Regions from separate parts of the Mus musculus genome. Here regions 2 and 3 are each linked to region 1. Evidence: chromatin contacts called from public capture Hi-C and promoter capture Hi-C data. All regions are on one chromosome and are shown on one strand. The core of a region is the stretch at or near the end of the contact, and the rest is flanking DNA. Distances in the headings are between cores, read along the strand shown.

Evidence for each region. Promoter capture Hi-C pulls out the DNA fragments that hold promoters and counts their contacts. Capture Hi-C pulls out chosen DNA fragments and counts their contacts.
Region 2: a capture Hi-C map of embryonic stem cells shows a contact between it and region 1, with 3 times the contacts expected there. The contact joins the promoter of Nrn1 here to the promoter of 1700011B04Rik in region 1.
Region 3: a promoter capture Hi-C map of pre-B cells shows a contact between it and region 1, with 2.0 times the contacts expected there. The contact joins the promoter of Psmg4 here to the promoter of 1700011B04Rik in region 1. A contact is called at or near these places in 2 of 39 promoter capture datasets (pre-B cells and stem cell-derived epiblast-like cells).

The regions. Positions count from the first base shown.
Region 1 is chr13:35,179,321-35,183,502 of GRCm38.p6, reverse strand. It overlaps 1700011B04Rik (RIKEN cDNA 1700011B04 gene), which reads right to left and starts at 1,880. Exons shown (of 3, transcript NR_045616.1): 1 at 1,808-1,880.
Region 2 is chr13:36,732,681-36,736,862 of GRCm38.p6, reverse strand. It overlaps Nrn1 (neuritin 1), which reads left to right and starts at 2,386. Exons shown (of 3, transcript NM_153529.2): 1 at 2,386-2,627. The coding sequence starts at 2,573.
Region 3 is chr13:34,160,455-34,164,636 of GRCm38.p6, reverse strand. Psmg4 (proteasome (prosome, macropain) assembly chaperone 4) reads right to left here and starts at 1,673. Exons shown (of 3, transcript NM_001101430.2): 1 at 1,388-1,673. The coding sequence starts at 1,561.

The DNA.
Region 1 (4,182 bases), core at 631-3,130:
AATTGTACTTGAAATAATAATTAAATTGTAAAAACTCAAAATAATAAATTAGACTCAGAGGAAAGAGAGGCAAATTTATTCGTCCCTATGTTACAGCAAGAATTAAATAGCATTTAAACAAATTACAACAGCTCACCACAAAAATGTAATGTTAAAAGATAAATCTAGCAATTCATGTCTAGGATCCGTATGATGAAAGCTATAAAATACAGACAAAAGAAGCAGAATTCTCAATAAAAAGAGAAACACACCGTACTTAGTGGTCAGAAGACCTCACAGCTTAGACTTCAATTTTCCCCAGACAATCTAGAGAGTTAATACCAATCTCCAAAAGGTTTCAGCTGTATATTTTCCAAATAAGCTGATTCAAACGTCAGGAGAAAATTGAAGTAATTAGGACAACTAAAACAAGTTGAAGAGGAAGAAAATTGGGCTAATCACATTACTATCAAGACCATATGATATTAGCAAAAGGATAAATCAATAGAACAGAATTATGTGAATATAAACCCACAGAAGTATGGCCAAATGGTTTTAATTTAACATTTTTAGGTATACTCTATACAGTATTTCAACCATATTCACCTGTACACTTTTATACTCCATCTCCTCTCAGACCCCTCACAACTTCTCAATTAATGTCTTCTCTTTGCACATAATCCACTTAGGGGCTAGAGAGATGGCTCAGCAGTTAAGAGCTTTGCTACTCTGGCAGAGGACCAAGATTTGTTTCCCAGCCCCTACATAGCAGCTCACAACAACCTATAACTCCAGTTCAAGAGGATCCAAAGCTCTTTTCTGGCTTCTTTTGGATTTCAAACACATACATGGCACACAAACATACACACAAGAAAAACACTCATATACATAAAAATATAAATAAGTAAATATATAAATACTCCACTGAATTCTGTTAGTGTTTCCCATATACACATGGGTGTGTGCCATCAGTTAGAGCACAGACAGCATGTGGGGAACCAAATCCCCAAAGTAAACAAATTCTCCCTTCCTTAGCAACCTTCAACTCCCAATAGCTCCTTATAGGAGGAATAGGGACTTGTGTGCCCCTCCCCATTCCATGCTGAACTGTTGACTGGATTGTTCTCATGCAGGTATTGTGCAGGCAACACACAGGTGCTTCGAGTTCATGACTGCAGCTGTCATGTCCAGAAGATACTGTTTCATCTCAGTCTATCCTACCCTCTGGCTCTTACAGTCTTTCTGCCCTGTGTTCTGCAATGTTCCCTGAGCCTTGTAGGGGAGGTATATTACATAGTTCCATTTAGAGCTGAGCAATTTACAAAGACTGTCCTCCGCACTTTGACTTGTTATGAGTCTTTGTATTCGCTACCATCCACTGCAGAAGGTACTACTCTAATGACTGAGAGACGTACTAATCTTTGAGAACCAAGATTTGTATTTTGACCCTATGTCCATTTAACATAAAGAGAAAGGTAGTAGGGTTTATATTTGGAAGGTTTGGGCTCCCCGGTCATGGGTTCTTGGCCCAATTACAATATCAGGCTTGAGAGTCCTCCTGTGGAGTGGGCCTTAAATCCAGTCAGAAAAAGTAGACTATCCCCATAGCATTTGTGCCGCTGATGAACTCATGAGCATATCTCCAGGTCAGCCGTTGTTGTAGCTCATAGGGTTCACAACTGGATAAAAATGGCCCTGGTCTTCTTCCTTTTCCCCCAAGACATGATATCCTTACAGAACAGATTGATCCCAAACTTGAATTCCTCCTGCCTTAGCCTACCAAGTGCTGGGGTTATTGGTGTACACCACAATACCTAGATATGCTCACCTTATTATTCAAAATTCCTTTAATTTTAGAATAAAATTTTCCAACAATATTTTTCTTTGTCTCACCCGCAACTTCAGACAAAGGCATTTAGAATTCAGGTGTGAGCCATGTACCTGTGATGTAATGGATTCCATGAATCACATGTAATGTTCCAAGAGGAAGGTGAGAACAGAGATGCTTTGTCCCAATTTGGCGCTTTGTTGTCATGCAACAAGCTCAAAATAATGGCCATTGGATTACCTCTTGATTTTATTTCCTGGTATTCAACTTTTGTGAGGGGAACAAGCTTTGTTAAAGAGTACTCCACCCTCTTTCCACTACTATTCAAGTATTAAATTTAACACAGTTAAGACTAAGGTTTCTGGGACCTGGGACAGGATCATAATTATTGATTTCATCCATTGGAGAGGGCTCTTTCCTGCTGGTATTCTTGGCTCCTCTTTGCCAATAAAACAGAAAGTGAGAAATATGTATGTGCTCATCATGTGCTTTATACAAAGCCTTTGTGCATAGTGTTCTAGGAAACAGGAAACTTGTATAATACTATGTGCAAGGAAATTCATATGTCACATTGTTAAATACCACCCCACGTCTAGTATTTTCCAGTGTGCAGACTGAAGATCTGAATTGTGAGTGAAGTTAAAGTCTTCCTTTCAACTTGTGTGGTTAGGTATTTGTCACTGTGATGATAAATTGACCAGCACAGTCTATGTGCTATTCTCAAAGTAGCTAGCTTAAGTGGAGATAGTCTAGAATTTTGTAACCTCAGTGTGGATATAAAGAAACAAAATTTCTTACCAGTAGCTTATGTATCGGTTATGGCTGATGTGAAGTTTATTGCTCTAAATAAAATGTATAATTAAAACTAACAATCTTTTTTAGTCAGAGCTACAATAAGATTAAAATTTACACAGTTGCTCCAATTGTGCGTATATGCTACAGTACTTGTCTAACATTATAGCTTTTTACAACTAAACCAGACACATCTTATAAGATACTAACAATAAAAAGGGAAGAGTGCAAATAATGCTAGAATTATTTTAGACATAATGCAGTTTTACAAATCTCCCAGATCTCAAATCTTATGTATCTGTTAGGAACTTGACCATAAGAGTGAGGGCAGGAGTATCCAGTTTTACCTAACGGCTACTGACAGCACCAACTGCTTCATAATACTAGGGCAATAATAAAAAACACACTGTGTCATGAGCATTTAAAAAATACTACCTGTCATTTCTCTTCTCTCCAAAGCTTCTTCATAGTTCCTGAAAACTCCGCAGTCCCCTTGCCTCTGAGCCTGGTGCTTGCTGTGTGCAGGACCTCCACTGTTCTTCTATCAGCCAAATGAGTTTAGATGAACCCACAACTCCTTAGTCCTGTGCAATAGGATCAATAGCCACAGTCATGGACGGCCTACAACACCCCAGGCACTTGTTAAGGGCTGGCCCCTCTACATTTATATGCTGAAATTCTAACCGCAGCACAATGGATGTAGAGATGGGACCTGGGGATGGGGGTGGGGTATGTGATTAAGTCAAGAGGGATTCCCCAAAGGATGAAATTAGTGCCCTGAACATAAACTTCCTTCTAAAGCTTGCTTCCTCTTTCTCAGCCATGTAAGGACAGGAGGAGAAGACAGACTTGTTCAAGCTAGACACCAGGTATGCTGGTACCTTGATCTTAGAATTCCGAGGTTCTGTGAGTAAAGGAAGCTGGTGTTTAGTGTTAAAATTAGCCAGTGGTATTAGTTTTGGCAGTTCAACCTGACAGTGACATGGATGCTCTATGTATTTTGTTTAGCCCACAAAGTTGGAAGTTCTTCTGTTCTCCTATACAGAAGAACTATATAGACCAGAAAATTGAGAGATGGAGAAGTTAATAAACATATTAAACATTATCCAGTTTGTGAATAGCAAAGTCTAGATTCAAATCAAGCAGTACAGTTCTAAAAACCCATTCTAGACCTTTATTACCCATTTCCTCCTCTCCCTCCCTTTCTTTCTTTTTTCCTTCTTTCTCCCTCTTACTGGGGCTCAGTTGAATACCTCCTAATTCTAGCCTGGATGTCCTTGGGACCTGTGCCAGGAAACCTTAAACTTTTATTCTCTGTGGTCTCCATCCCATCCCTGTTTATTACACAAGAAATGGCCACTTGAATATGTTCCTGTTTTAGATTAGGGTTTTCTTTTTCCCTTGGTTCTAAAATAAACTGTTCTAACTCAAGATATTCTGACTAAAGCAACTTTAGAGAAAAGAATTTTATTTTAGCCTACAGTTACAACTTGGAGTCTCTCAGTGGCAGCAGTCTGAGGGCACTGGTCACATCACACCCATAGTTATGGGCAGAGAACAATGAGTGCATCCTTGCATGTTAG
Region 2 (4,182 bases), core at 1,137-3,636, 1.6 Mb before region 1:
CAGGGAAGGGAGGCCAGGAAGTAGAGGGGGCCAGTGTAAAGGGAAGGACCAGCAGGCACCCAGGTGGCAAGGAACAGCGGGTTCAGAATCTACGCAGGCGCGCAGGACTGCAGACGCCTTGAGCGCACGATTCACTCAGCTCCATTTAGTTTTTCAATGCAGCTTCCTCACACCTGAAGCCTCTGGTTTTAAGTGAGAAGGGATGTAGTAGGGAAGATCCCATGGCACCCACTGAAAATGTTCTAGAAGGTCCCGATGCGTGAGCGGGAGAAGGCAAGGACGTTGAGGGTACGAAATGTAAATTCCCGGGTACTCAGGCTCTGAGACTTTGGAGCGGAGACAGGAGGACTCGGCTCAGAGCCACGGACGTGGGTGGAAGATGGGGAAACCGGTGGCCCTGTGCGTGGAACCCTGAAGGGACAAGGGAGTATGGGGGAAGAGCTTCCAACCTTGAGGTCCCGCCCCTTGCCAGCCCCTTCTCTACCATTGGAGAGCATTGGGGGAGGGTCCGAGGGACGCCCCCCCCCCCACTCGCCACCCTTCTCGCCCCGCCTCCTTCCCGCCCACCTTTTCTGCTTTTCTGGGAGCCTCTGAACACTGGGGCAGGAAACTCCTGGCCCCGCCACTGGGCCCCTGGACACCGGGAAAGCGCGCCCCCGCTACCCCGCCCACCCACCACTGACATCACCAGGGGCAGGGACGTGGCTCCGCCCCTACAGCCGTGGCAGCTTGCCCTGGTTCTGCAGTTCTGCAGGGCTGCAAGCTTGGGTCCCCTCGGTGCGCGCTTTTCAGCTTCTAGTTGCCTCAAGACCCTCGCGGTCCTACTCAGTCCCTCCACCGCCCGTCACCTGACCCCAGTTTTGCACCCTTTTCTCCCTTTCTCCGTCTGTGTGCACAGATGGCTGACTGTGTGGGCTCCCAGTGCAGGGGCTTCGAAAGGCAAATTAAACGGAAGCCCGGTCTCCCTAATCCCCTTTCATTTCTGCCACTAACCTAGCCTTACGCGGTCGCCCTGCAGTCTTATAAAATATGAAGGCTCTTTTATTTTTCTCCTTTCGCATATCTCTTCATTGGCTCAAGTAATACAGTTAGCCAATGCGGCCATCAACATTTGATTAAAGACGCTAGAATTCAGACTGGGAAAGAGGGTGTGGTGCATTGCAGAAAAGGAGAAAAAAAATCAAAACTTAATTTCATTTAAGAAGTAGCCCTGATTATTTTTCCATCTTACACGATCCACTACAGGACCTTGCACGAACGCAGCTGAAGAGATATTTCTTTACTGCAGTCAGTGCTGGATCATCAAAAAATAAAATAAAGAGCGCAGGTGTGTGTGGGTCTGGGTGTGTACGTGATGGACGTGGGTGCGTGTATCAACATGTCAGTGTGACCCTACAGATGACTTCAGGAGGCCCCAGAAAGGAGTTGTACACCAGAGCTTGCCTTGGAAATTTCCTAAAGCGCGAAGAGTTTGTAAACCACAAGAAACCGAAATTTACCCTAGCCTAGGCTTCTTGCCCGACAGCCTTTCCAACCCCCTAAAATAGGTGTCTCTATGCCTGGTATAGATGCCCCTCGGTGGGTGAGCGTCGCGAATAGTGACATTCACAAGAGGGCACGCAGAGTCTATTTCTGGGGGCCCCCATGCGAGCCGAACGAACCCCCGGGGCCTGGGTGTGTACGCGCGCTCGCGTGCGGAGTGTGCGGGCGAGCTCGGGGGCGCTCCCGGGCGTGCGCTTTTGTGAGTGTGTGCGTGTGCTGGGGGGCCGGGTTATGTGCTCACGCGCTCTAGGCTGCGCCTAGAGCTCAACTGTGGGGCTGGAGAGAAAACTAGGGTAGGCAAGTGAGGGGGTCTGCACCCCACTGAGGGCGAGAGAAGGGTGATTCGGACCGGAGGAGTCTCTCCCCTCTGTCCTCCCTGGGCCCAAAGCTCCCCAAACCTCTCTGCAGGGTTGGAAGTGTCTGGGTTCGTTGTGGCGCCAGTGAAGGAGGGAGCAGGTTGAACAATCGAGTGGGCGCACCAGGACTCCCCGTCTCCGGGGCGGGGAGAGGAGAGGGAGCCCCGATTCTGCGCAGGGAGGGGGCGGGGCTGGGGGCCCCTGGAACGAGGAGGCGGGGGTGGCCACTGGGATGAAAATCAGTCACTACAGAGAGGCGAGATTTCGTTGAGATCGCACATTAATTGGAGATATCTGATTAATTCCAGAGTCTTATGACTATAAATGGTGATTCTCTACCAAGGTGTCTATATTATAAAAAAAAAAAAAAATCAATCCGTGTCATCCCCCACGTCAGGCCTGCTCGTGGGCGTGAGGCTGTACTTCCTCCGCCCCCTCCTAATGGAGTGAACCATTCCCAGCTCTCCCCCCCCCCCCCCAGCCTCTCACTCTCTCACTCTCTTTCTGTCTCTTCCTCGCTCCCTCTCTTTCTCTCCTCCCTCTGCCTTCCCAGTGCATAAAGTCTCTGTCGCTCCCGGAACTTGTTGGCAATGCCTATTTTTCAGCTTTCCCCCGCGTTCTCTAAACTAACTATTTAAAGGTCTGCGGTCGCAAATGGTTTGACTAAACGTAGGATGGGACTTAAGTTGAACGGCAGATATATTTCACTGATCCTCGCGGTGCAAATAGGTAAGTGGCCGCCCGGTACGGCTTGGTAGGCGACCGGAGATTGCCTACCCCAGAGGCGCCTAAGGGGACTTGCTGGCCAGGGTCTGCCGCTGGTTGCAGAAAACCCTGCAGACTCCCTGAGTCGGGGCATTAGCTCTTGGGGACTCTGGAAGGAGTTCTGGTTTGGTTTTCCTAAAGAAAGTGATTTCTTTTGCAGGGAAGTGTGTGTGTGTGACCGGCTGTTTTCCAAGGGGGGTTCTCCCTTTTCTCCAAAGCGCACATCCATTTTTTTCCTCCCTCTTTGGGGTTAAAACAGGATCTGAGCGCTCGTAGCATTTGTCCCCTGTTATACTGCAAGATACTATCTTGAGGGGTCAAAAGGTAAAGGGAGGAATAAGATGCCTAGGTAGCTAGGGCTGAAAAGTTTATATGCAGAAAGCAAAGATATTCTAAGGCTGCCCTCAAACTGCAGCATTTAGAACTTTGTCCTTCCTCCGCCCCTCCCCCTAGATCTTAGCTGCAGCGTTTGCTCCGGGCACCGCAGACTACTCCGAGAAGGATAAATCAACCAAATATTCACTGATATACTTTTTCAGGGTCATGTGTGTCTGTGATTTTTGGCAGATTAGCATCTCTATTATTTTTATACAGGAAAGTGGTTTAACGTGTTCGCATTTTGTCTTTTCGTGGGTTTGTAATTTTTGTTTGTGGCGGTTTATTGGATGGATTTATTTAGCCCCCCCCCCCATTTCATGTTAAGGAATGTGAGTCTCAGCTACACTGTTGGGAGGCTTTTTTAAAGTTTATATTTTTCCATCCAAAATGCAAATGTTTTAAGTACTAGTGAATCCGCTTATGTGATACTGGATGGAAACATTAATTAATGTAACTGAAAAGGGAAATTAAAGCAGCTTATTAATAGAATGGACAAAAGGAAAAAAATAGAAAGTCTCCCAGTGGTTATTCTGCAGATGGAGAAAACTGTTCGTGCCAGGCTGGAGCGTTCTTTACAGACAAATCCTTGCAGCATTTCAGGGGTGCGTCAGGGAATTTGTGTGGGACAAGAGAAGAAATACTTAACATTTTTTCTTCATAAGAAATATAGAGAAATTGGGGCTTTCGGAGCATTAAAACTGATTCTTTCTATGGGGTCCATATGCATTTGCCATATTCTTGAGAATTTGTTTGGGGGATTTTTTTGGTTGTTTATTTGTTTATTGTTTTGCAGAAACTGGGATTTTTGCAAAGCAAGGAGCATGCACCGGGATGTTGCCTTTTCCTTTAATTTTAGGAGATGACTTAATGCTTTGCATCTGGTGGTTTTGTGCCTTTGACATTAGTTCAAAGAGCTGCAACCATCCTAGGACATAGATCCCAAGGGCAGCAAATGCTGTAAGTGTTAGAAATAAGTGAGTGTGGCATTTTGCAGTTAGACGACTAATGTTCATAGATTAAGAAACAGCTAATGTTTTAAGATAGGGACTTCACCTGGAGGATGTTTGGGGACTCTGTTTTCCTAGTAGATGAGAATAGAAATAATGAAACAGTAATTTCAGGAGAGATGCATTTGATGAAC
Region 3 (4,182 bases), core at 424-2,923, 1.0 Mb after region 1:
GAAGCAACTTCATCCTGTGATTTGTGTTCTCCAAAGTTTGTTGTGGCCAGAACAAATTTGCGGGCAAAGGGAGGAGCACACACACATGATCTTTAACACTGTCCTCCATGGACCAGCACAACTTTTCTATGAATGCTCACAAAGAAAATAATTCAGGTGTCAGCAGCCACAAGCCCGCTAGTAGGACTAGAGCTGCCATACTCTCCACCTGCATAGATAGATGTGGCCATGTTTTAGTAGAACCTGATTACGAAGTAAGACCTTACTGCCTGACTGGCTACAACTTAAAGGACGCCCTGAAGAGGTCTCAACAACTCACCAAGTGACTTAATGAGCAGCCTGAGAGGTACTAGACACTAACCTCACCTTATATCACTAAAACTTCAGAGGCCAGTACTACTGGAATAACTGGGCAGGGAAGAACACTAAGAAGCAACAGGCCCTGTGGGGATCACTAGAAACTCAGTATCATACTCTGAATTCATCTCAAAGGGTCTTTAGCAGAGGAATGGCAATCCCTGATCTATCTTATTGTTTTATCTTTTTGCTTATATGTAGTGTGTATGGTATGCATGCATACGTGCATGCATGTTCCTAAATTTGGGTGCATATATATGCATGTGCCCCCCACACAAAGTGAGCTCATCCGAGGGTAAGGTAAGTCCTTCATCCAATATGAGTGGTGTGTTCAAGGAAGAGATGAGGACAGGCAGTTTAACTCAGTGGTGGAGCATTTGCATAGCACATGCAAAGCTTTGGATTCAACCCCCTATCCTGGAGATGGAGAGGCTCTGGGCACGTGACCTGTGAGAGAAAGAAAGGCCAAAGACAGCCAGAGAGCACTCAGAATAGGTAGAGTTGCCCATACAGAGATGAAAGGTCACAGAAGGGGAAGGTTTGAGTTTGTTGGTCAAGTACCTATCAGACACTCAAATCTAAGCTCCAAGTTCAATACAAAAGTTGTCTAAACCCAATGTAAAATGTAAAACGTAGCACGCGCACATGTCAGGAAGCTGGTGCAAGGAGAGCCGATGTTCTGGTGAGCTCAGAGCTCAGGGGCTGGGATGAGTTCCCTTTAAGGTGGTCCACGTGTGGGTTGACTCCGGGGTTCCCGCAAGTCAAGAAGCAGCCCTAGGAGACTCCAGCCTGAGGTGTTCAGAATAGGACCCCAGGGCACACTGAAGCTCCTCAAGAATGTCTCTCAGGGCCGCATGCGACCAGCCTCACTCCCACTGGTCTCTCTCCTCCCAAACCCTTCTTAGCGGTCCCCACCCTCTACCCCAGATCCTTCACCTTGAGGTCCACCGGTCCCCCCAACCCCACCCCCAACTACGGCTAGGCCCCGCCCCCAGATCGCCATCAAGTTCCTGGCCCCGCCCACACTCACGTAGCGGCTGCACATGGCCACTGCGAGGTTGCGTAGATGCGGCGTTGCTCCCACCCACAGGAAGAGCGAATCCGTCAGCCGCATGACATGAAAGTGGACCAGCTGCTCCCACAGCCTTGCACTGAAGTTGTGAAGCGACACGTCCGCGTCCGCAGCGGCCCGAGACTCCTCCATCCCGCCAGCCACCGGGCCACAGCACCGAGACCGGGCAGGCGCGGGCTCCCAGACCAGAGAGAGCGAGCTCCGAAAAGCGGAACGCTCTTTCACTTTCAGATGCGCGCGCCGAGGTGGGGTGGGGCGAGCATGAGTGGGCGGGGCCTAGAACAGGGCCTCCGCCTGCTCTAGCCTGGTACCTTCAGCCTCGCCTAGGAGTCTGCCAGCGATCTCTAGGAACCCACTGAACTACCTCTGTCCTTTTTCCTTCTTCCCAGGAGCGCATGTTAGTGGACTGAAACCACTCTCAGCATCTTCCTTTGCCCAGACACGGACACAATTTGAGCGCTTTAGCAGCCACCACCTCCCAGGCCCACCTCTGCAAGTCTCTAACCTAGCTAACATAATTTAACAGCAATGATCCTGGGAGAAAGCTGTAAAAAAGAACTGCATAGACCATGGCGGGAGGACAGGGTCTTCAGAGACAGGCAGGCACACCCTGAGCTGCTATCATGTAAAGCTCGGGTCTTGATCTAACCCTTTAACTTCTCTGTCTCTCTTTCCTCGAGTACAAAATGGAAATATGAGTAGGGAGCCTTTAAGATTTGAGAAAGAATGTGAGAGAGGGAAGCCCTGTGGAGGGTGGTGATATATCTGCCCTGGGACCCTTTAATTTTAATTACTGGGACACTAAAGTGTTTGGAATGAGTCCCTTGGTGGGTTGAGAGGCGTAAAAACTTGCCCGGTTTGTCAAGCTTTTTACAGTAGACTTGGAGACTCTAGGAACTGCAAAGAGTCTGCTTAAATTTCCTGTAACTCTTAGTGGATCAAATTGAGATTTAAAATGTGATGTGATTTGAGTATGGTTTGGGACCCTCCGAGGATCCACTGTGAGATGTCTTAGTCCCCAAGGGAGATAGATTATGGAATATCATGGGAGATCAGGGGATAGGCCCTGTCTGGAAGACCCAAGTCACTGAGGAAAAGGAAATATTCCTGTGATAGAGCTCCTGAGGTATTACTATAAAAGCAACAAGCCCAGCCTTTGTGGTTAATATTGTTGGGGGTTGGGGGGAGGGGGTTACTACACCCCCTTGTTACCTTTAAATATCTATTGGGGGTTTCTACCCCACTTCAGACCATATCATTACCAGATAAAAGATACAGAAACATTTAGATTTATAATAAGCTTAAAAGCACTAGAGCTAGGCAGATATCAGCCCTCTATGCTATATTACCTATTTTCTTATGGTGATCCCAGAGATGTCACTGGCCATGTTCAGCCTGGGCCATTCCTACTCCATCAGGCTGGTCCTCTTGACCATGTGCCCATGATCTACCAACACCATGGTGACCTCCTTCCTTCTTCCTCTCTCTTCCACCTCATCCTTATCTCAGACCCCAAGCCCAGAATCCATTTTTCCACCCACTCTGTTCTGCCTAGCCTTGTCTGTAGGCATCTTTATTGGCCAATCAGGAATAAGTTGGGGGGCAAGCTTTACATCATTTGGTACAGGAGGATCTCATCAGGAGGCATCCAGATTTGGGGGGACCAGCACTTAGCATTCAAATACAGAGCAGCACCCGTGCAACCCCTACACCCTGCTACACCCATCCTCCTCCTGCCTACTCTTCTCAGGCTGTGACCTCTTCCTGTATTTGTGCTCCTGTGACATTTGTGCTATGAAGTCCTCACCATAGCTCGGCCAGCACAGATACTGTATTCTTGAACCTCCTAGCACTGTAAACTAGAATCTTTCCTCTTCATAAAGTTAATTGCCTCCGACATTTCATTTTACTAACACAAAACTAGCAATATAGTAGAGTGTTCTTTATACTCTGTTTCCATTTGCTAATTATCAGTGAATCTGGTCATATTTTGACAGCTTTATTAAAGTATAATTATTAACATTAACATGACTATTTGCCCATATTTCAGATGTTTAAATTAGGGGGTGGAGAAGCTTGAAGGAAGGGAGGGGGATAGATGTGATCAAGTTCTATACATGTGCCAGGCAGTGGTGGCGCACACCTTTAATCCCAGCACTTGGGAGACAGAGGCAGGTATATTTCTGAGTTCGAGGCCAGCCTGTTCTACAGAGTGAGTTCCAGGACAGCCAGGGCTGCACAGAGAAACCCTGTCTCAGAAAAAAAAAAAAAAGAAAGAAAGAAAGAAAGAAAGAAAGAAAGAAAGAAGGAAGGAAGGAAGGAAGGAAGGAAGGAAGGAAAGAAAGAAAGAAAGAAAAAGAAAGAAAGAAAGAAAGAAAGAAAAGAAAAAAGATCTATACATGTATGAAAAAAATTTTTTTACTAAAATAAAATATATGTACTGAAGTTTTGACATCTGTATAACCCACGCAACCACTATCATAGTCAAAATGACAAGTCTAGTATCCCTCTCAAATCCCTGCATAATCACCCATCCCCTGGTCTATGTTGTTGCTATAGGTAACTGAGCATTTTCAAGAGTTTTATATAAATAGAATCATACCACACATGTGACTGTTATCTCTTTCATACATTAGAATATGACCCACCCAAGTTGTACGGATCAGCACTTCACTCCGTTTATTACCGAGCTGTGTTTTATTGTGTGCATACAACCATTTGTTTATTCATTCAAAGGTTGATGTTCATGTGGG